6 separate regions of the Mus musculus genome follow, and regions 2, 3, 4, 5 and 6 are each linked to region 1. The links are chromatin contacts, called in public Hi-C, HiChIP or PLAC-seq and promoter capture Hi-C maps. All regions are on one chromosome and are shown on one strand. Each heading gives the region's core, a stretch centred on a gene start, on an enhancer-like site or on the middle of the called end of the contact. The rest is flanking DNA. Distances are from core to core; before and after follow the strand shown.

Evidence for each region. Promoter capture Hi-C pulls out the DNA fragments that hold promoters and counts their contacts. Hi-C and Micro-C count contacts between places; a contact is called where the count stands out from the background. HiChIP or PLAC-seq counts read pairs in DNA pulled down with a chosen protein or histone mark.
Region 2: a Hi-C map of bone marrow-derived macrophages shows a contact between it and region 1, with 4 times the contacts expected there. The contact joins the enhancer-like site here to the promoter of Pelo in region 1. A contact is called at or near these places in 2 of 39 promoter capture datasets (pre-B cells and stem cell-derived epiblast-like cells) and 1 of 484 Hi-C or Micro-C datasets (bone marrow-derived macrophages).
Region 3: a contact with region 1 is called in a promoter capture Hi-C map of pre-B cells, with 5 times the contacts expected there. The contact joins the promoter of Snx18 here to the promoter of Pelo in region 1. A contact is called at or near these places in 5 of 39 promoter capture datasets (embryonic stem cells, hippocampal neurons, liver and 1 more), 1 of 484 Hi-C or Micro-C datasets (pre-B cells) and 1 of 115 datasets of contacts at active chromatin or transcription factors (epiblast stem cells).
Region 4: a contact with region 1 is called in a Hi-C map of regulatory T cells, with 6 times the contacts expected there. The contact joins the promoter of Arl15 here to the promoter of Pelo in region 1. A contact is called at or near these places in 2 of 39 promoter capture datasets (hippocampal neurons and pre-B cells), 6 of 484 Hi-C or Micro-C datasets (CD4 T cells, CD8 T cells, muscle stem cells and 3 more) and 1 of 115 datasets of contacts at active chromatin or transcription factors (astrocytes).
Region 5: a contact with region 1 is called in a Hi-C map of CD8 T cells, with 4 times the contacts expected there. The contact joins the enhancer-like site here to the promoter of Pelo in region 1. A contact is called at or near these places in 3 of 39 promoter capture datasets (the 3T3-L1 cell line, embryonic stem cells and pre-B cells), 6 of 484 Hi-C or Micro-C datasets (CD4 T cells, CD8 T cells, Sertoli cells and 3 more), 1 of 115 datasets of contacts at active chromatin or transcription factors (astrocytes) and 2 of 9 other capture datasets (embryonic stem cells and liver).
Region 6: an H3K4me3 HiChIP or PLAC-seq map of embryonic stem cells shows a contact between it and region 1, with 7 times the contacts expected there. The contact joins the promoter of Isl1 here to the promoter of Pelo in region 1. A contact is called at or near these places in 13 of 39 promoter capture datasets (the 3T3-L1 cell line, cranial neural crest, embryonic stem cells and 7 more), 7 of 484 Hi-C or Micro-C datasets (Sertoli cells, cardiomyocytes, embryonic stem cells and 1 more), 6 of 115 datasets of contacts at active chromatin or transcription factors (astrocytes, embryonic forebrain, embryonic stem cells and 2 more) and 1 of 9 other capture datasets (embryonic stem cells).

The regions. Positions count from the first base shown.
Region 1 is chr13:115,088,390-115,091,890 of GRCm38.p6, forward strand. Pelo (pelota mRNA surveillance and ribosome rescue factor) reads right to left here and starts at 1,769. Exons shown (of 2, transcript NM_134058.3): 1 at 805-1,769; 2 at 1-572. The coding sequence starts at 1,530. The coding sequence ends at 141. All of the region lies in intron 1 of Itga1 (integrin alpha 1), which reads right to left.
Region 2 is chr13:116,949,732-116,953,232 of GRCm38.p6, forward strand. All of the region lies in intron 3 of Parp8 (poly (ADP-ribose) polymerase family, member 8), which reads right to left. Among named protein-coding and RNA genes, the nearest start is that of Parp8, 74 kb to the right of the region's middle. Within about 2 kb of position 1,835, at least 36 of the 459 cell types and tissues checked have an H3K27ac peak or open chromatin away from gene starts, as enhancers often do. A contact at or near this core is called in bone marrow-derived macrophages, where this site is marked.
Region 3 is chr13:113,616,775-113,620,275 of GRCm38.p6, forward strand. It overlaps Snx18 (sorting nexin 18), which reads right to left and starts at 1,790. Exons shown (of 2, transcript NM_130796.4): 1 at 28-1,790. The coding sequence starts at 1,621.
Region 4 is chr13:113,792,563-113,796,063 of GRCm38.p6, forward strand. It overlaps Arl15 (ADP-ribosylation factor-like 15), which reads left to right and starts at 1,946. Exons shown (of 5, transcript NM_172595.4): 1 at 1,946-2,134. The coding sequence starts at 2,087.
Region 5 is chr13:113,869,111-113,872,611 of GRCm38.p6, forward strand. The region is part of intron 1 of Arl15 (ADP-ribosylation factor-like 15); the gene reads left to right. Among named protein-coding and RNA genes, the nearest start is that of Arl15, 76 kb to the left of the region's middle. Within about 2 kb of position 1,516, at least 125 of the 459 cell types and tissues checked have an H3K27ac peak or open chromatin away from gene starts, as enhancers often do. A contact at or near this core is called in CD8 T cells, liver and regulatory T cells, where this site is marked.
Region 6 is chr13:116,308,069-116,311,569 of GRCm38.p6, forward strand. It overlaps Isl1 (ISL1 transcription factor, LIM/homeodomain), which reads right to left and starts at 1,620. Exons shown (of 6, transcript NM_021459.4): 1 at 1,327-1,620; 2 at 206-395. The coding sequence starts at 1,354. RefSeq lists promoters at 1,417-3,501, 1,419-1,797.

The DNA of each region.
Region 1 (3,501 bases), core at 519-3,018:
ATACATGTCCTGCCCACCAAATCATAAAACACTTAATGTGAACCCAACACACAAGAAACCCCAGCAGGATCAACAAGTGCTGCTCTGGCACCTGCCAAGGATGCTGAGAAAACCAGGGAAGAAACTATTAACTGCCAGTCTTAATCCTCTTCAGAACTTGAATCATCCTCTTGGTCAGAAAGTTCTGGCACTGGGAAGCGGAGAATGGCGGCTACTCCCGTCAGCTGGCCCAGCTGTTCCCCCGACACATGGAGACTAGAGAATATCCTTACGGTGCCCGCATTCTCCTTCACACTGTCCACTAGCCTGACATACCGGCTCCGGGTGGCCACATCCTGATGCCGGAAGAGCTCGTCACTGATGAGCAAAGTGTCTATGGCCAAGGCTTCGTTGGCCCTCTCCACCTGCTTGAGTCCATAGAACGCTCGGTCGGGCTCGTGCTGTAACATTTTGTAGAAGTCATCCAAGGCTTTTACTTCGCCCGCTGCCTTTGTGTCTGAAAGGCGGCTCGCTACAGTAGGGTCGCAGAGGGCCTCTTTCAGGGAGTACTTGTGTCCAGAGGAGGCGTGCACCTAGAATCACAATTATAAAAGACAAAGAATCTCTGAAAGTATCCATTAATCAGCCCACGATGACATTTGACAAACACATGAATAAGGCCTAACCTGTTTAAGGACTTGGACAACTTTTTAAAGTGCTAGATACTGCAGGGTTCAGTTACAATCTCATTTATAGTCCCAGCCAAGCCTTCGGCTCCTCCCCATTCTAAAACATTAGGAAACTCTCTCTGGGTAAGATTTTTACCTGAAGGAATTTGGAGCGGTTTTCCAGGAGCACTTTATTGTCCGTCTTCACAGCTTGCTGAAACATGTAATCGCAGAACTGCTCTCGCACGAATCCAGGGCTGGCCACCAGAACGCACTTTACAACCTCGAAGTTTATGTGGCGCTGGATGGCCTGGACCACCTGTTCATAGAACCGCTCCAGGGCCCGGTCATGCTGGGAGCAGTTGCCTTTCCGTTTCCTGGGGATGTTCACCTCCACCTTGGCCCGGGTAAGGGTCATGCTGGGCGTGACTAAGCAGACGTGGGCCAGGCCCTCCTGCATGACCACAGCTGCCACATCAGCGCTCCACGCCGGGTCGCAAGCCTGCTCGATGCGTTCCAGAACCACACTGTCCCACTGTTTCTTGGCCAGGGTGAACTGGCGGTTGGGCTCCAGTTCGATGGTGTGGTAAGCCCCCATCTTGACATACTCATTCTCTTGGATATTGGTCCCCTTCACCCGCAGCTGGCAGGCCTGGGAGTCGAAGTCGATGGCCTCCACGCAAAGGGTGAGGGTGGTGCGGACACGGTTGCTCCCCACGCTGCCTGTGGAGGACTCGGTCTGGACCTTGCGGATGGTGGAGGCGCGCAGGCTGTCGCCCACCTGCACTAAATTGAAGGTGTGCCACATGTCCTCGGGCTCCTCGGGGACGAGGGTGACCTGGCCCGCATTGTCCTTCTCGATATCCTTCCTCACGAGCTTCATGACCTCAGCAGGGGCTCAGTTCAGAACAGGGGACGCTAGGGGGGGGGGGGGTGTCCCCAGGAGGGGGGGCCGGGGCAGGGAAGGGGCGGCGGGCTCAGGCCCGGAAGGAAACACTACCTCTAACTCTTGCAGCTCGGGACAGCACTTTTACCCCACGCTTTTTCTCAAGTCTCCGCGCGCTGGCCCACGCGCGGCGCGGCAAACCTCACGCTCAGCACGAGTCAACTCTCGGGACTTCCAGTCGCCGGCCCCGCGAAACCGGCTGACGCGGCGATCGCGCAGGCGCAGCCCGCCTCCCGGCGCAAGTCTGTTGTGGGTCCCTACCAGAGAGGCGGGGCCTGTCGGCGGCGCGCGCACGCAGGCGCAGTAAAAGGAAAGGCTCGCCCTAGATAAACGTCAAAGGAGGCGGTCAGCGCTCTGAAAAGCTAAGCTTTTCCCGGCACATCCCTGTGTGCGAGCACATGCCAAGTACGTGAATGCAAACATATGTATTTAAGCTGGATTTATCATTCTGCACCTTAGCGTGAAGCCAGCTTCAGAACTTATATAAAAGTGAAAAGCGCCCTCAAAAGTTCAGACTTGCCCCCCCCATCCCCGGCGAAGTTCAAACTCTGCCTGGCTTTGCTCGCTCTTTCCCTACCAGCACTCAGACCGACGAGCTTGTTGGCTCAGAGAGATCCAGAAGCGGTTTCTAAGAACTAGTCACGTACAGTCTGGGCTCAGCAACGTGTCCAGCTGTTTTCTGCGCCTGTTACCCTGTTTGCACGATCCAGTTAACCCAGATGTTAAAGGACAGAGCCCAGAGAGAGCAGTGGAATGCGTGGAATGTACCCCTGGTGGACCTCTATGTAGCTTGACCTGATTGATGTCCTGGGAATCCCAGAATCCAAAGTTGGCCGACTCAGCGCAGTAGTCTCTGAGGCGTTCAGTGTGGGAGCCGGACTGCAGTAGATTAGCGCTCGATCTTCCCTGCCACTGACTAGCCAAAAGTTGAGGATATGGGAAGTAAAGATAAGCTAATCTAATATGACCACCCCAAAAGAAGAGCCAAAGAGTTGGTTGTAAAGGAAAAGAAAAGAAAAAGAAAAACAAATAAACAAAAATCCATTCCGTTTCTCCCATCCCCTTTGGTACAGTGGCGATGGAAATACAGAGAAGTCTCTTTCTGAATGAAGACAGTGGGGGGAGCAGAGAAATCCTGACCACTTAGGCTCGCTCACTGCGTTTTGTGTAAGGATTTTAAAGCAGAGCCTTAATTGAGGAGAGGAGGTTAAAGGGAGGGTTAATCGTGTTAACTGATGTCAGCCATCTTTCTTAGAGGTTGGTGTGTGTTGCGGGGGTGGTGGTGGTTGTCCAAGACTCCAGTATAAATTTGCACCTTAACTTGCTTTGTATCCTCTCTCCCCCCACTCCGCACCCCCCTCCCATCTAATTTACCATCTTCTTATCACAGAGCCTCTAACTCACATTGCTTTGTTCCTCTAAAGCCTTTCACCGAACCAGGCACGGGTCTCACTAAAGCAAGAAAGTAGACCTTCCTGGACTCTTAATGAATGAAAGGTTTTCCCTGAAATACTGTCAACTTTTGAAAATTTCTCAAGCACTTTCTCACTCTTATAAGGAAAATGCTACCCTAATTTGAAACAATAAATAAATAAATAAATAAATAAATAAAACGAAGTTAGGAGGAAGTTAACAAATGTTCTCAAAATCATGTAACTGGCATTCAGAGCCAGGCCGGATTAGCCCCACCCACTACCACCATGAACAATCCGTCCTATATACATAACCCTCTCTGCCAAGGCAAGCTATGTGCTGTTAGCCCCTGCTGCTTCCTTTGATTGACAGCTTTGCCTGTTCACTGGAATCAACCTAGAAGGTTTGGAATGCCTTGACCCCTCCCCCACACCTTAAAGTCATTACATTCTTCAGCACATAATTTTGTTTCTACCAAACTTAGGTAATCATTCA
Region 2 (3,501 bases), core at 585-3,084, 1.9 Mb after region 1:
GCATGGGAATGAGGAAGTTCTGTATCTGCTAGAGCCTTAGGACACCCACAAGCAAGCTAATCCATGGATACATTGGCTACATGCATGAGTGCACACGGGGGCTGTTGTGTGTGTGGGGGGGGGGGGGGACAGAGACTGTAGAAAAGTTCACAGACAGAGAAAGATCCCTCATCAACTTTCATTCTAAATGTTTAACTCATGAACCATGACTTTCTTTTCATTGTGTTAAGCTAGCAGGAAATATTTTTGTTTGCCAAACTGAAACCATCTGAATTTTACAGACATATTTTTTTAAATATGTCTAATTTTTAGTATCCTAATTTGCATTGAATACTAACTATATTTTCATGCTATGCCTAATGCCTACTGAATCTGACATGTAGAATATAGTAACGAGTTAATTTTTCTTCTAATCATTTTGTACTTTAATGTTTAAGGCATTTTATTAGATATTTTCTTCATTTACATTTCAAATGCTATCCCCAAATCCCCCTATACCCTCCCCGCCTACCCTGCTCCCCAAGCCACCCACTCCTGATTCCTGGCCTTGGCATTCCCCTGTACTGGGGCATATGATCTTCGTAATACCAAGGGCCTCAATTTAGAGTTTCAAGTGATACAATTCCGAACTTTTACAGAAGAACTTCAAAAAAAGTGTAAGTAGATAGATTACAAGGAAAAAAAATGCAGGACCACAAATGTCTGTCTCTCTGAGTCAGTCTTCCAGACCTGTGTGTGTTGAGCTGGTATTAGATAGCCACAGACTCCTCAACACTACTCTTGCTTCCTTCTGGAATGCAGTCTTTGATATCAGGTTAAGACATCAACCCGACGGGGCGAGCTGCAGCTCTCAGTCTCTAGATCAGTTATCAGTAGGTAGGCGGGGAGGGTATCTTACTAAAATCAAGTATGCTTTTACTGTTCACTAAGCTTTGGAAACAATGTTTTATTCTCACAAGACTAAATCGAAAGGTACAATTACACTGACATATTTTGATCATGAAGTTAATTGATGAGCATTCAATTAATGAATACAATTTATTCTTAAGCAAGTGACTATGCAATGCCTCAAATCCATAAACAACCAAGACAGGAAGCTGTGTGGTTCTAGGAAGGGAGAGGCAAGTTCTGACAATACTCTGACTCTGACAACAGTCTGGACGTGCATCTCAGTGGGACACTGGCATGTAGGCTTCTCTTCGTAAGAAGCAGAAAATACACTGTTGATCTCAGAGCCAAGGAAAGGAGGACAACACGGAACAGAATTAACTGGTGCGGGACATCTAGTTGTGGAGATCCCTTTAGATATTGCTGCTGCTTGGGTACTGTTTTCCAAAGTATAGCTGAAAGAGCCTATATAACTTCTTTCAAGCTATTTCTAAGTTCTGTGGACACAGCTTTTACATGCTACTGTGAAACCTTTTGAAACATCTGATTTTTGCTGATCACTTGAGTCACAAACTCCTCATGATGGTTTTTGCTTCTTGTTCAACATTGTGAATTTCATTGGCTCAACCGGGATGAGCTTTCCCATCCTATAAGGATATGTTGACTTTATAATTAATGTTACCTTATACCCTTACCCTTCAATTTGCTTGAAGATAATTTTCAATTAATTGGGAATGAAAAGCAATTATTAAGAAGTAATGACCGAACCTCTTAAAATCATACTTTCAGTTTCTCCCAAGAAAACTGGCCTCGAAACTCCCCTACAGTTTCCCAATCTGAAGAGGAAGGGAACAAGTCAAGAAACCTGGGAAAACATGTGAGCTCTCATAAGATGAATCATGTAGATGCTGGGGGTGAAATGTGGTTGGGGAAATTCCTACTTTTATTTTCTTACCTCAGAGATGTGAATAATAAGGGCTTGTGAAATCCACATGCCAGTATAAAGGAGGCTAAGCTAGGAAGAGCAAGAGTTCAGGGCTAGCCTGGGCTAAGGGGTAAAGTGAGATGCTATCTCCAGAAAGACAGAAAGGAACGGCCAATCTAAGATTTCCTTTGAGAATGTTGAAAAGTTAATTTTATCCTGTTGTTCCACAATTGCAGACATGCATATTCCAGGCCTTGGTTCTCATATTTACTGATTCATTTTGGTTAATATTGGTTGCTTGCTTGCTTGCTTGCTTGCTTGCTTGCTTGCTTGCTTGCGATATGCTAAAAGTAGACTTGCAAGACTAGATGTAGACCAGAATGGCCCTGAGCTCATTAAGACCTGCCTGCTTCTATGCTAGGGTTTTGGTTGGTTTTTTTTTTTATTGCTGTTGTTGTTGTTGTTGTTGATGATGATGATGACACTTGATTTTTAGATGTTTGGAAGAACAGCCTTACTCGATAGCCTGGCTTCCAATGTGCTGGTATCATAGAAATGCACCACCACTCCCTGTCTGAAAAAAATTACTGATTATCACAGGAGAAATAATCTAAGAAAAAACTTTAATTTGAAAATTGACAAAATTCTGTATTTTCCACCTGGAAATCTGGCCATATGCTGTTAAGAAACTGGTAGGGATATGAGGCATTCTTTGGCACTACAAATGCATTTGTGTGCTAGAAAATGCACACCTCGGTAATTGTCTACAGCTACCGTCCTCATGTGAACCATGTAAGCAGCATCTGTAACACAGATCTAGAATCCAAACTAAATAACTCCTTATTCAGATTAACTCGGGTTCAAAACTGAGTAGATCAACCATGGAAACACAGAAGACACTACTTAAAGTACTTTGGTTCTTTTTTAAACCTTTTCTTGTGTGTTTGTGTGTGTGTGTGTGTGTGTGTGTGTGTGCATGGTAAGTGCACAGATGTAAGTGCACAGATGTGTAAGTCTGAGAACACCTTGTGAAAGTTGATTCTCTCCTTCTACTGTGTGGGTTCCAAGGATTGAACACAAGTCTTCAACTTGATAGCAAGCATCTTTCCTGGCTGAATCCTCTCCTTGGCCCACTTCTATGCTTGGAAAAGTAAAAATTATAAAAATGCTCACAGAGTTGATTAAATAATAGTATACCCACAACAAAAACGCTAAAGCCACAAGCTAAGTGAAACTACTCTGAATCAGGTTACAGCCGCATTCCTGTTGAAAATAATATATAAAGCAATGTCCTGTTATACACAGAGGGTGTAAGGTCAAAGCTGTCAGTATGTAAGATACACTCTGCATGAATGTCTACTGCAATGGAGACTAAGGAAAACCTTTGGAGGATGGGATGGTAATTTATTGGTTGTTGCTTTTTTGATCTTTTGTTTCTTTATTGAGCATTTTAAAATATACTTTATTAATAGTTATTAAATATATTCATAGGGAAAAACACCAAATTTAATGCAAAAATTACATTCCACAGTTCACATGAAAGTGTATAACTAATATACTCTGAGAATCTTTATTTCATCCTTCAGGTACTAAATTTTCTTAGGGATTCAGAGCTTCTATTCCACTGACCAAATTGATCCACACAGTGATAATCTGTCTCAACATACCTTTCCTCATCTCAAACCTTC
Region 3 (3,501 bases), core at 540-3,039, 1.5 Mb before region 1:
CCACCGGCCCTACAGGCCAAGCTTTACCTTTCTGAACATGGATGATGTCTGGGAAGTTGGCCAGGTGCCCCTGATACAGTGCTAACAGGTCCATGACTGGGTCCAGGTCCTGCCTGGGCTGCTCAGCGAAGAGTTCGCCGATGGCGTCGTAGGCGTCTCCAGTGAAGGCAATGGCCTGATTCAGACCCACGGAGAAGGCCTGCTGATCCAGCTCAAAGGCTTGGCTGAGACCCCGGAAGGACTGGCCCACCTTCTGATACTCCTTCTTGAAGCCAGTCACCTGCTTGCGCGCAAACTCGTTGGCGGTGTGGTTGAGCTGCAACGCACTGTCGTCCATCTTCTTGGTGAAGCATTTGAAGCCATCTATCTTGCTCTCCACCTCCTGCAGGTCCAGGGCGGCGGCAGGTGGGGTGCTCAGAGTGAGGAAGAAGTTGGCGCCCACCATCTCATCCTTCTCAGCCTTCCGCTTACCCTGTTTCCAGGCCTTCTCATCAGTGCTGCTGGGGCAGGTCAGGAAATGCTGGAAGACGTCGCACTGCGCCAGCACCGGGTGGCTGGCCATGTGGTTCATCCACCAGATCAGACCCTTCCTGCGTTTGGAGATGAAGTCCTCTTCGAAGCGCCCGGTGGCCTGCTTCTCAGGCAGATGGGGCACCGAGATGACTGGGAATTTCTCCGCCAGGCGCGCATACAGCCAATCGAAGTGCTTATAGCGCCTGTGCACGGGCACCTGGGTATGCGTGGGCACCAGCTTGTAAGAGATGTAGCTCTTCATGCCCTTGAACTTGGTCTGCTTGGTGGGGTCGTCGATGGTGCACTGGAAGGGGTAGGGGTTCTCCTGCCACTCGGGGCCGTAGGGACCCAGCACCACGCACAGCTTGTCCCCATCCTTCACGAAGCCTGACGCCTCTCCCAGCACGAAGGCCTCCCCGCCCGACTTGACGAAGGTGGAGAAGCGATTGAGGTTGCGGCTCACCGTGGCCGAGCTCTTGGCTCCAGACGCTTGGTGCGCCGGGGGCGCCGAGACGCCGCGGGAGCCCAGAGACAGGTCCGAGCGGGTGGACAGGCGGTAGCGGCCGGCCGCACCGCCGCCCGCCGACGACGAGCCGTCGAGGTCCGGGTACGCGCCGCTGCCCAGCGCGCCTGGCTCATCGGCCACCGTGGAGCTGTCGTCCCACTCGTCGTCCCAGTCATCGTCGCTGCCCAGGCTGGCCTGGTATCCACCGTAGAGCTGCTGGGGCGACGGCTGCAGGGCGCCCCCGCCGTAGGGAAAGCCGGCGCCCGGCGGCTGGAAGGAACCGGGTGACGCCTGCGGCTGCAGCAGCGGCGGGAAGGCGGCGGGTGGCGCGGCGGGCAGAGGCTCGAAGCCGCCGGGCGGCACGTTGGCGTAGCGGGCCGGAGCTCCCGGGCCGCCGTCGGCCGGAGGGCCAGGCTCCGGCGCACGGATCACCTGCACGTAGGAGGCCGGGAAGAGGCCGCGGTCGCCGCGGCTGTTGATCCCTTCGAGCCAGCCCTCGATGTCCTGCTCGCTGCACAGGCTCAGCACCTCGTGCTCCCGCAGGGAGATCTCACCGGGGTTCTCGGACTTAAAGTCGTAGAGCGCCCGGGCGCGCAGCGCCATGGTCCCGAGCCCGGCGCCCCGAGCTCGGGCCGGTCCGAGGGCCCCTGCAGTCAGGATCCCCCCCCCGAACGCCGAAGGGAAGCCTGGAGGGCAGCGCACCGGTCCGCTCCCCGCTCCGCTCTCGCCCTCCGTGCAGCTCGGCTCGGCTCGCAGCAGCGACTGCAACTCGGGGCCGCCGCCGGCCGGGGGCGGGGCCCGGAGCGCCCACGTCCCCAGCAGAGCTAATCCATTGCCGAGAGCCGCGTGCCAGACGAGAGCAAGCGACGGCCGAGCAGCCGTGCCTGCGCCGACTCTGCGGCCGCCGCTGCCACCTTGTGGCGGCTACGGAAAAGGCGCGCGCTTGAGTGACCACGTGGTGGGTGGGAGGCTTTCAGAAGTGAATTATCTGAAATTGTTTAGATTTGTACGTTAGAAAATGTGGGGTAGGGTTTTTTTTGTTGTTGTTCTTTTTTTGTTTTTTGTTGTTTTTGGGGTTTTTGTTGTTGTTGTTTTTAAATAGATTATTTATATCTACGATAGCCAGCTGTTACTTCTCAGAGTAAATGCTCTTAAAATGACCTTAACCCAAGCTTGTAATAAAGGCGTTCACAAAGAAGATTAGCTGTTGCACTGATAAGTACGTCTTTGCCAGGGTTAATGTGTAGTAACTCACAAGATCCTCATCTTGTCACTAAAGGTGCGGTTCCCTTCCTTCCTGTACTCTCTGATCTTGTACACAAGGAGTGGAGCCTGGAACAAAGCTGGAATTCGGGAAGATCCTTGTTTGACCAGAGGCAAGGGTGGTGCAGGGAAAGAGAGCTGAGAAGTCTCCAGTGAACGTGCAGAGTTGGGTGCTAGCACACGTGCAGCGAATGAAAGCTCAGGCTTCAGGGCCCAGGGCGCAGGAGCCAGGCTCGGTTCTGGCTCTGACTGGCTGTATGACCTTGAGCCTGTCACTTGCGCTGTCCTTATCTCTGAGAGTTTGTGGATTGTGTGATAATGGCTTTCTTATCTTACAGGTGACTGAAGTGAAATGCTAATATACTCGGTAAGCACTGTCCACTTGTTGGCTGCGGCTGTTATGAGGGGAAACGCGATCTCTGGCCTCTTTTCTAAGAGAGAAAGAAGGGTCCTAGAACTAGTTATAACTAGAGCTGTCATAGGTGTGGTACGCAACAGGCTTACAACTTTACACTTCCTCCTAGGTCATTGACAAAACCTCTCCTTTTCAATAAATTTATGTTAAGTAGATCAAAAATCACTTCCTGAGAGTTTAATAGACGTATGTCAATATCCCGTGGTTGCCTTGTTTCAAATCTTTTCCTTCAATATGTAATTTGCCCAAGGCTTATTTTCTCACGCTCCGCTTACTGAGTCTAGCCTAATCCTTTGAGGATACCTCTAACTGGAGTTCTACAGTCACGTGTCATGAATTTCCGCCTGCCCTCTGACCCCTTCTATGGCAATCCAGCAATCAGACCAGAAGATTCCATTCTCCTAAGCACGGCAGCTAACTTAGCATCCTGTTCAAAGCCACTAACGAAAGTACACCACACTCGGCACCCGCACTGGGCCTCCTATTGCACAGCCTTAACTCAATCTCCTGAGCTCTTTCTGAAGTGCAGCAAGCACTTTCAGCTCAAAATTCCGAATGTGACGATTGTCGTGGAGACCAATCAGTGAGATTCAACTTGCCATAGTCGGAAACATAAAGTCAACACCAACTGAACAGCTTAAATTATGTATGATCCATGAGATATTCACCTCGGATGGTCCAGATAAAACACAACGGATTAGTCAGTAGTAAACTTTAAATTCGAGAGTTAGTTACAGTAACTTCAGGCTTATCTCAGGTATAATGATTCCATGAGTTTACGTGAAAGTCTGTTCAAAAGGGTTGT
Region 4 (3,501 bases), core at 696-3,195, 1.3 Mb before region 1:
GTGTAGGGACAGAGAGAAATGGAGGGAAACTTTAGTCACCACCTTAAAAGAGGGCAGTGTTTGGCAAGAACTAACAGAATAGTACTTTTGCAACTTAGTGTTCCAAATTCTATCATTCAGAATACTCCTTTGACATGTGACATCCGAGGAAAGAGTATGAGTTCACTATAAACTTCACTACATTATGAAACTTCATAAATGTTTAACAGCTGTATAAAGTTTTATTGTGTAAGTGTGCTGTGTTAACAAATCATAGGAGACTCCTCCTCTTCTTTTTCCGAGACAAGGTTTCTTCTCTGTGTAGCCTTGCAGGTGGTCTCCAACTCAGGGATCTGCCTGTATCTTTGCTGGGATTAAAGGTACCACCAGGCCGACAAAATTCTACTATAATCATTGCAGGAAATGTTCACTTAGAACACTGTCCACAGCTCTTATCCTAAGAATTTCTAGAAATGGAATTACTGGTACAAAAGATATGGCACCCTTTTAATATTCATTTTTGAATACACGTGTACAGACAGAGCTGGCCTTTATTGATATAATTTTCAAGATATATGTGTTTAAGTAATAACTTCTTAAAAGGAGTTGTTCTGTTTTGTTTTGTTTTACTCCAGGGTTAGTAAGTCTCAGTTGCACTAAGCCAGTAGATTCAATTTTGATTTTTATTTTCTTGCCATTCTATATTTTACTCCTCTCCATACCCAACTCCAAATGGCATGCTTATCTTGTCTCACCTTTGCCTTGACTGTCCTTTCTAGCCTGAATCTTGGAGGTGAAAGAAAAAAAATCCAGAACTGACCGTTGTCTTTATCTCGCTTGACTCCCATTTTCACTCAATTCCAAGTAATTCTTTTTTAAAAAAATTTTAAAATTTTTCTATTTTTTATTTTTTGGTTTTTCGAGACAGGGTTTCTCTGTATTTCTCTGGCTGTCCTGGAACTCACTCTGTAGACCAGGCTGGCCTCGAACTCAGAAATCCGCCTGCCTCTCTGCCTCCCAAGTGCTGGGATCAAAGGCGTGCACCACCACTGCCCGGGCCCCAAGTTTGTTTGTTTGTTTTTTTGAGACAGGGTTTCTCTGGATTTCTCTGTGTAGCCCTGGCTGTCCTGGAATTCGTTCTGTAGACCAGGCTGGCCTCGAACTCAGAAATCCACCTGCCTCTGCCTCCCAAGTGCTGGGATTAAAGGCGTGCGCCACCACCGCCCGGCTTGCTTTTTTTTTTCTTTTTTTCTTTTTTTTTTTTTTAATTTAGGAAACGCACAAGTCTCAAGTGCACCGGCTCTGTTTTTCCTAAGATAAGGTTCACAAACAGTATTACTTGGGTCCTTTAGAGGACTTTCACAATCCCACCGCTCATTCTATTCAGGTACATTGGATTAAGCATGCAAAGATCAGATGCCTGTCTCCTTCAATGTTTGGGGTGATCAATTTACTTGTGAGTCTCTAGGTTCCTAGTCTGGACTGCACTGGTGCTGAGCCGCAGGAAGGTCAAGTTCAAGTTGTCCGCCGTAGCAGACACCCACACCCTGGAGGGTCAATGCAGTCCCCAGTACTGCACAGTTTGCCTTCTTTAAGGTGTCTGCCCTTCTAATCCGCAGGTCCAGGGCGTTTCAAGGCCACAGGAAGGCGCTCGGGGCAACTGCCTCCCACCGCCCTGGGCTGCTTTCTTAAGGAGGGGTGGGCGGGGACGCCGCCGCCGCTGCTCTTCAATCTCAGGCAGGCTGCTTGCCGGGTCTCGAGCGGACTAGAGGCTGAGAGTCGGCCTCCCGGGGCCGCAGCGCGTTTCCGCCCGCCCCTCCCCCAGCAAACAGGAACCAGCACCGTCCCGGGTCCCGCGCTTCTCTGCTGCCCTCCACCGGGGGGACTGCCTTTTATAGACACTCCGGCCAATGAGCGCGCTCCTTTTCCTCGGCCCGCCCTCCCAGCCAATCGTCGCTTCCCTGGTGTAATCTTCGGCTCCTCGGCTGCTCTCGGCGATCTTCGCTGTTGCTGGCTTTTTCAGGAGCTGCTCGCTGGCAGCCCGAGACGCTGCTGCTTTTTTTTTTTTTCCGGGTTCGGAGCCATTCCGGATGCTTTAGGCTGCCGGATGTCTGATCTCCGGATAACTGAGGCGTTTCTGTACATGGATTATCTGGTAGGTGCGGGGCGCCGGCGGCATGTCGCCTCTCGGATCTCGCGGTGGCCCATGGCCCCCTGCCTGGAGCAGCAGCCTCTCGGCTTTCTTTCTTTGGGATGGGATGCCTTGGGTTGCTTTCTCCCGGGGCTGGCTCTGAGGGGCGGCGGCGGGGGGAGAGGACGGGCTGACAGGTAAAGGCGCGGAGGGGACCGGCGGGACTGCGGGAGATGGGGCCACGCTCCGCGCGCCTCTCCGCGCTCCCGGCGCAGGACTTTCTTTCCGGGGAAGCTGGAGTTTTCCGCTCTCCTCTTAGCAGAACTCCAAGAGCTATTAAAGAGCCATAAGCAGAATGGCTCGCTAAGTGCCTGGCAGGTCCGGTCATTTGGTCGTTATTAGATCTCTAAAGGAATGACCTGGGTCGTGGCGGGATTTTAAAAACACATTACCAGAAAGTAGACTGGACTAAACCACATTGCAACCCGGCCTGAGCAGGATTGGGCAGGGACAGGCATTGCCCCGCGGCTGTGGTTGTGGTGCACGCCGCTTTTGTGCATGGTGTGCATGGTTTGGCAATCGGTTTGAGATCAGCCCCGTGCTGGGAAGTTTAGGTAGGAAAAGTTTTTTTAGCACAGCGCTGGAACGGAACACTTAGACGTGTTTCTAGAATTGTGCAAGCCTCGTGTTTTCGTTCCAGAAATTGTATTTCCACAGAGCTGCCTGTTTGTGGTCAAGCAGATCCTTTTTGACATGAACCGTGTTCGATCCTGCCCATTTTCTGCGTGGATGGTGTCAGAACGAACGGCTGTTGCCATGCAGTGCTGAAGTAGAGGGTTAGAAGTGTTGGCCCTTCTGTCATCCTGTAGGACACATGGTTTTTCCACTGCAGATTGGCCTAGCAGAGATTTGTCAGTGCCTTCTAGGAATTACACTTAAGGCTGTACGGAGAAAGACCGAATACTTTCCAGACCAAGAAAGAGAGGGCTGCGTTGTAACGTTACCAGTGTATGAGGGTTTATTCAGGTGTGTAGAAACTGGCAAGGATGGAGACCAGTTAGTGCGCGACCTTGAGAACAGAGCCGAAGTCAGAGTCTCAGTTGAATTTTGGTTTTGCTGTCTATGTATTCATGGCAGTGACTTCTATCTTTGTCATAAAGGGGTGTTATCGCTGCGCCAGGTTAGGTGGGCTATCTGTGAACATTCTTTAAGCGTCCTTGTAGGTTGATGATTCTCAAATATGTCCAGGAGGCTATTTTGAAAGTTAAATGGTTGGTTGATTTGTAGTTTACCCATATCATGCTATGGCTATGTCTTGTAATCTGCCCCACAAAACGCCAGTTTGCTGAGAAAAAAAAATTACCAAATAAGAAGAAAGTATAGGGCATCTT
Region 5 (3,501 bases), core at 266-2,765, 1.2 Mb before region 1:
CCACCCTAAAGGGCACAGTTAGACAAAGAGGATAGAACAACAAATCAGATTAGTGAGATGTAAACAAATCCCCTTGGCTGCAGTAGATAAATAAGAAAGGCCTGGGAAAGTATACTTACCAATGTGTGAGTTTTTCTTTTAGAAATTGTACTTTGTTACACCAACTCTTCCTAGTTCTCCAATCAAGTAAATTCTGTTTTCTGGTTGTCTAAGATTCTGCTGTGCGGGCCATCAGGATTTCCTGGCTTATCGCCTTACCCCGGGGTAGCCACCAGGGGGCGGGTGCAGTCAGCCAAATACTGTGCAATTCCCCTCAGAGGATGTGTGCTGGAACTGGTAGTGAAGAAAATACAAGTTATCAGGGGAGGAAAAACAAAACCTTGCACTCTTAGTATGACTTCAGCTTATTAGCCACCCCCACAGGCTTTTGCTATACGCTGAGTCTGGTTTTTCTAGGCAGGCCACACTTGAGCGACTGAGTTCCAGAGTCTGTCACCTCATGGCTCACGTCTCCAGACACTTGGAGAAGGCTTAGTGGAGGAATGAGTGCTGACATCTGAGGTATGACCACTGACAGCCGAGGTGGCAGAAGTGGCCTTTATGCTATAAGACTGTCAAAGATGTCCCTCCAGACGGGAGAGGGTGTGACCCCTCACAGACCCTTCCACGTGCTTTTCCCAAGTGGAAACAAATTCACCTGAGGGATGGCGAGTCACAGGCTTCCGATTCATTTCGGATTCCCAGACATCCGCTGGGCAGCACCTCTCCTCTGGCCAGCCGCCTTTCCCCCAGGCTCCACAACCTCCCGAGTCTCCTTTGATCATCTCTGGGCTCTGACTGTCTCCATTTTGCTTGTCCAGCTCGTGAGTTCATTTTTAACTTGCTTGCTACATTGAACTCTCGTCACTAAAATGGATGTGGTTTCTGCCTTTCTGACAAGTTTTTCAGGTTATCGTTTTAACTCAGCCTCGTTGTCTTCTCTTCTGGGAACATTATCTGTTTCTTAATGCCTCTCTTAGTGGGCCTTTGACTTTCCTTCAGTCCTTTTGTTGGAACCATAGCTTGAGTTTTCAGGAGACAACAGAAAGCCTATCTTGGTTAGGGCACTAATCAGGTGGTAAAGTTCCTGGACATGGCCAGGGACTCCCACTTAATTTCTAATAATAATAATAATAATAATAATAATAATAATAATAATTCAAATCTAGGTTTGGAAAATGTGTGTTTTTACGGAAAGCAGGCTAACTACCCAGGCTTGCCCTGTTGGGAGCATGCAGAGGAGAGAGAAGCCAGGATGTTTCCACGGGTCACAGAGAAAAAAAAGTGGATTCCAAAGGGAAACAGGAAGAGATACAAACGTGGAAAAATTAAAACGAAACAGATGGTTGCTGGAAGCTTCTAAGAGGAAGTGTTTGTGGTGTATTTTCTTGTTTATCGGCATACTACAGAGTTCACACCCGGAAAGTGTACAGGAAGTGTTGAGGCTGCGTGGCTTTAGGATGTGCGCAGCCGTCACGGGGTCACGTGCTTTGTCCTGTCGGGTGCCCTAACGCGGCTGCCCCACTGCATCTTTGGCTGTTCGGGAGAGATGAGCTGTGTTGCTTGACCTGCCTGAGACATTCCTACTTACAAGACTAGTTTGTAGAACTTAGTGATTCTGTTACGGTTTTTAGTTCACCTCTAACCTGAGATGTAGCAATGCCCGTCTTAGAACCTTTCAGATAGATGGTTCTTTCGCAGTGACTACCAGCCAGTCTTCCAGCCTGGAAGACTTTCCTTCGTCATTTAGTGAAGGAGCCTCACAGTAGTGCCAGCCTCTCAGAGGGCCAGAGGATGAAGAGAAGACAGTGCAGAGCCTCCTCGAGGCAGGGAGGGTAGTTGGCTTAGCCATGCTCCCTTGCTTCTCGTGGGAGACACCCTGTCACTCGCACAGGCGTGGAGGGACCCTCTTGCCGACAGTCTCTTTCTTTCCCTGATGGACTGGAGAGAGGATGAGCCCGGACCGCTCAGCCTCCACACCCACAGAACCAATGTTCTTTCTGTCGTTTGGAAAGTTGAACATCCCTAATCCCCCAGCCTGGAATCAGCGAAAGAGGAGACATTTAAATCCCATTTAATTGCCTGCCCGTGCCTTTCCCACTGGCTCCTGGGCCCTGAAGAAAAACGGCCACGCCAGGATTCTGAGCAGAGTTACTGTGATTCCTTCCAGGCCTGGCTAACTAACTGATCACATGCAGTACGCGTTCGTACCTAAGGACTAATTAATGCCTGATGACGTCTGTTGCTCCAACCTTGCTCTTTTTGTTTCATTATTTTTTCTTTCCTCCAAAAAGATGGATATATTAAAAAAAAAAATCTCAAGAAGTAGGATGTATCTGCTGATTAAAAGTTTAAATGACAAAAGCTTGTTATAAGTGAAAAAAAAAAATGAGAGTCCGCTCCCGCCCCCACCCCAGTCCCGCCACTCCCACTCTCAAGGGGCAGTGACAGCGGTCACTTTCACACTGACGGTGTCCAAATTTTCAATTTCAGTCCCCAGGTCCCGCTTGAGTTCCACAATCCAATCTCTAACTTGCTGAGCCTAGATGCTGATTTATAACAATTTCTATTTTCCATCTCGCTGTTTGTTGTATTTACGTATTTGAGCCACGTGAAATCCTTTGGAATCTTGGCAGATGGACCCAATCCATAAGTCCAGCCATCAACTGATTAAGTTTTAGTCTGCCTGTCCGTCTTCTGCCTGTCTGTCTTGTTGGCTCCTCGAAGTAAATCCCTGCTTTTTCTCCCTCCCCCTCCCCCCCAACCCTTTTTCCTCTTGAGATCCACCTTCCTCTCTGGTCTGAACTCTCTTCCTCACAGGGCAGCGCTGTCTAATGAGAGAGCTGTCCCTCTAGGCTGCAGACGATCGGTCGGTCACCTCTGTGCATTCTCACACTTCGGCTGCTGGAGGTCAGCCAGCCCCTCCTCGGACTTGGCCGGTTACTCCGGCCTCTCGTCCCAACAGCACTCTGCTGAGACTTAACTTCCTAAACCCGAGGCTCCTCAAGTCCCTTCCCCGCATGGCCACAAACACATTTTATCCTAATGCAGTTGAAGCCCTCACCACATCTGGCTTTGACTTCTTGGTTTTCCTGCGGCTTGGTTTTCCGTGTGCTCAGTGCGCCCCCTGTCCTGGGCAGTCAAGGCTCTGCTCTCTGTTGAGGTATTTATTCCTCTGGCCTTCTCGTTGCAAAGAGAGGCCTGGCTTGCGTTCTATATTCTCCTGGTCCTGGTGCGTTCTCAGTGTAGGGTGTGGCCATTTTGCCTGTGTCAGGATTATAGTTTGAACCCCCGCTTCCATTCATTAGAGGTGGTTTTGTTCTTGTTTTCTTTCGAAAGACCGTAGGACTTTTAAATGCCATTTAATGCTCTGTAGTAAGTCCTCGGGTAGACCCTTCTTAGATTTTTCTTGAAGCTTTGCTTTGAGAATCTTAATCGTGAGTCTGCAGATCAGGCTACTAG
Region 6 (3,501 bases), core at 370-2,869, 1.2 Mb after region 1:
AATTTATGAAACACAGCGACACCCCACCCCCCAAAGATATGAAATGAACAACAGTTTAATTTTAAAAACATTTCTTGTACACTGGGCACTCTAAAGTAAACGTTCTCCCTCCCTCTAAAAACAACAAAACAAAACAAAGGCACATCAAATAATAAACAAGGAGAGCCAAGAAATCTCAGAAAATAACCCTGTAAAAATGGCATACCTGATATAATCTCTTTTACAGTAGGTTTTCCCATCCCTAACAAAGCACGTACAGCTTTCGTCCAAATACTGATTACACTCCGCACATTTCAAACATGCTGCATGCCACTCCAAATCCGGAGAAACCCTCAGAATATACTGGTCGTGAATTTGATTGCCGCAACCAACACACAGGGAAATCAGACGTTTTTCTGAAATGAAAATAAATGCATGATTGACTAACCGTTTACTTCCTACAGAGATAAACACACTTTTAGTGTCGTTCTCTTATAGGGTGTATTCTGGAAGAATTTTTTTCTTTCCCTTTTTTTTTTTTTCTTGTTCTTCCCTTAAAGAGTATTGCACTTTGGGATGGTAATTGGAGTGTGCCATCAAAACCTTGACTCGCTTTTTTAAAAAGGGAGGTGGAATATATGTAAAACGCAGATTTGAATAGTCTACATTGTAAGCTTAGCACGCAATCAAACCCGCTCATTTTGTGTTTTCTCCCTCCTCCCTCTTTGCTATAATCATTAGGCAAGATTATGGATAAGTCATGTCAAAGAAAAGGTTTTGACTAGAAGCGTTAAAGCAACGCTGGGATGTCTATATTTTCCGTGAAGCACGTTCTTCAATAGCACGCGGGAATGGATATTGTTAGAAGAGTAGACATCAATACAGTTGTCACTCGCTCTCTTTTGCAAGTCTAATGCTAATTCATATCTGCCGGTGTGGTTTGTGCAGGCAGACCTTTGCTACATAATAACTTCTCCAAGAGCTCCGGAATCCGGAGGAGGAAATCACCGCTAAGCACCGGGCAGGCGGCTAGAGTTTGGGAGGGCACAGAGCATTCAAACACAAGGTATGATCAGTTTCTCAAAGATCGGAATTCACACCAAACATGCAAGCTGCAAGCGTGACAAGAAGAAAACACACACACACACACACACACACACACACACACACACACACACACACACACACACAACAGCAGCAGCAACAACAACAACAAAAGGACCACCTTCTCTTCTGTCTCTCCAGGCAGTGACTACAAATCCAAAGAGCCCTGTCATCGGTGCCTGAGAGAGACCCCCCCACACCACAACAGCACACCAAGCCCCACAAGGTTAAACCGCTTCTTACTTTTTGGTGGATCGCCCATGTCTCCCATATCTGTAAGAGGGAGTAATGTCCACAGTGAAATGGTGGTTGGACAATTGGTGAATAGCCCACAGAGAGGATGCTGGTGCTGTGGCTAGGTGGCAAATAGTGGCCCCCGGGGTTGCCAAAACTGGGGGAAACAGCTGCCCGGCTGCGCCGCGCCCTCGCAGATCTGGGAGTCCGATTTAAGCCGGCGGAGTTGGCAGAGCGGAGGCGCAGCAGCAGCGGCGGACTCGCACGGCTCGGGGCACCTCTCTTCCTTATCTCTTACTCAAACTTCTCAGCTCCAACTCAGCTCCATCGCCATTGGTCTGACGCAGCGCGCGGGGACGTCAGGCGAGCGCCGCGCCCATTGGCTGCGGGGCGCGCGGCGCAGCTGTTCTGATTATCATATTTCAGCCCCGGCGCCTCCGCGCGCCACTGCCCGCTCGGCGAGCCCGCAGGAGAGGATTAAGCCTCCCGAGGCCACGTCGCTCCTTGGGCGCCGGGTGGCCCGGGTCCCCGGCCGCCGCCTCCTTGTCCACCACCCCCTCCCCGCGCCTTCCCGGACGCGCCGCGTCGTGTCCTGGGGTTCCAGCGCCGCGGGCTCCCCGCGGACCTTGGGCTGCGCTGAGCTCGGGGCTCCCTTTTCTGCCGCCCGTGGCGAGTAGCTGGTGGGTAGGTCCTTCCTGTGAAGCGGGTCCCTACCGGGCTCCAGGAAAAGGGGGGCACTTGGAACGGGCCGCTTTCCTTCACTGACTCCCGTGCTGGCGCGCACAGCCCAGGGCTGGCCAATTTCGCTGCCTGCGGGAAGGGCGCATCTGCTGGAGCTAGCAGCGCGCTACGCGTTAGGGGACAAACCCGGAGTAGGACGGTTAGACCCAAAAGAAATGGGTTTTTTTATGACTTCGTTTTTGTGTTCTTTTTTTTCTTTCTTTCTTTCTTTTCTTTCTTTTTTTCTTTTTCTTGCTACCGTGTTGACCCTGTTACTCCCCAATCTGAGCTCTCCAAAGACTTGGGGTGGGAGGAAAGGGGAGCTTGTCTCCCTAGCGGACAATCGGGTTGGAAACGCAAAGGTCAAACGAAAAGGTAAAACGAATTAACTCCGAGGTTGGTTCCTTTCCTCCCGACCCGTGAGGTCTCCTGTTCAATTTTAAGTCTAGCATGAAAGTGTTCTAATCTAGAGTCAGAGTGCAGGACCCTAAAGTTTACGGGGGTGGGGTGGGGTTGTCCATGTCTGTCTATGGATCTGTTGTCCACTCTTTTTTAAGGCAAAGGTGCACTGGGCCCTTAAACGGCTTGGTAATTATAAGCGCAACTTTACAATATTCTCTAGAGACTTTTAAATCTTTTAGTATGAAGGCGTGAGCAGGGAGGGTCTGTTGCAAAAGAAGAGTGGGGCGCCTACTTCCCTCCCCTGAGGTTAGCTTTCTAATTTGTTTCCTCTGGGGAAGCCATCTGGAGGAGATGTTGGCTGCATCTCACCGGTAACTTTTGCCAATAATTTCTTTCCTGATTCCCCAAAATCTACAGTCTTTCAGAGGCAGTTATTAGGGGACACACAGAATTCCCACACTTCTGCCGGAGCTTCTAGAGGGACTTTGATCAGAGAGAGAGAGAGAGAGAGAGAGAGAGAGAGAGAGAGAGAGAGAGAGAGAGAGAGGCTACAAACAGAATCGTAGAAGGGTTCAGCTTGTTTTTTTTTTTGTTTGTTTGTTTTGTTTTGTTTTGTTTTCCTCTTAGAAGAGCCAGAGGTTAGGGAACTCCTTTTTGTGTTTCTTCCACCAGATCTAAACCATGATAAAACCTGTGAACCCCACCTAGGCCGCAGTGGCCGAGTTAGAAAGCCTGTGACTTTTCAGAGTACACACAGAGAGAAAAGAGGTTAAGAAGCAGGAGTGGGTTTTTCCCCCCTTTCTTGTTTTGCTGTTTTCTTTAAGAAGGCAGATGGGAATCTCTTCCCTTCCTGTTCTTTTTTTTTTTTTAATTATAAATTATTTTGAAGTCCGTGAGCAGGATGGAAAGTTGTGTAGACTCCGGTTAACTTTACCGGTTGGTTGTGTTTTTTCCTTTCAACCCCGGTTTCTGCTCTCTGACATCCTATGTGTGGTATCTTTTGTCAAGCTGCTTTTGCCAAGCCCAGAGAAGCAGTTCCCTCCGTACAAGGGCATGCTACCC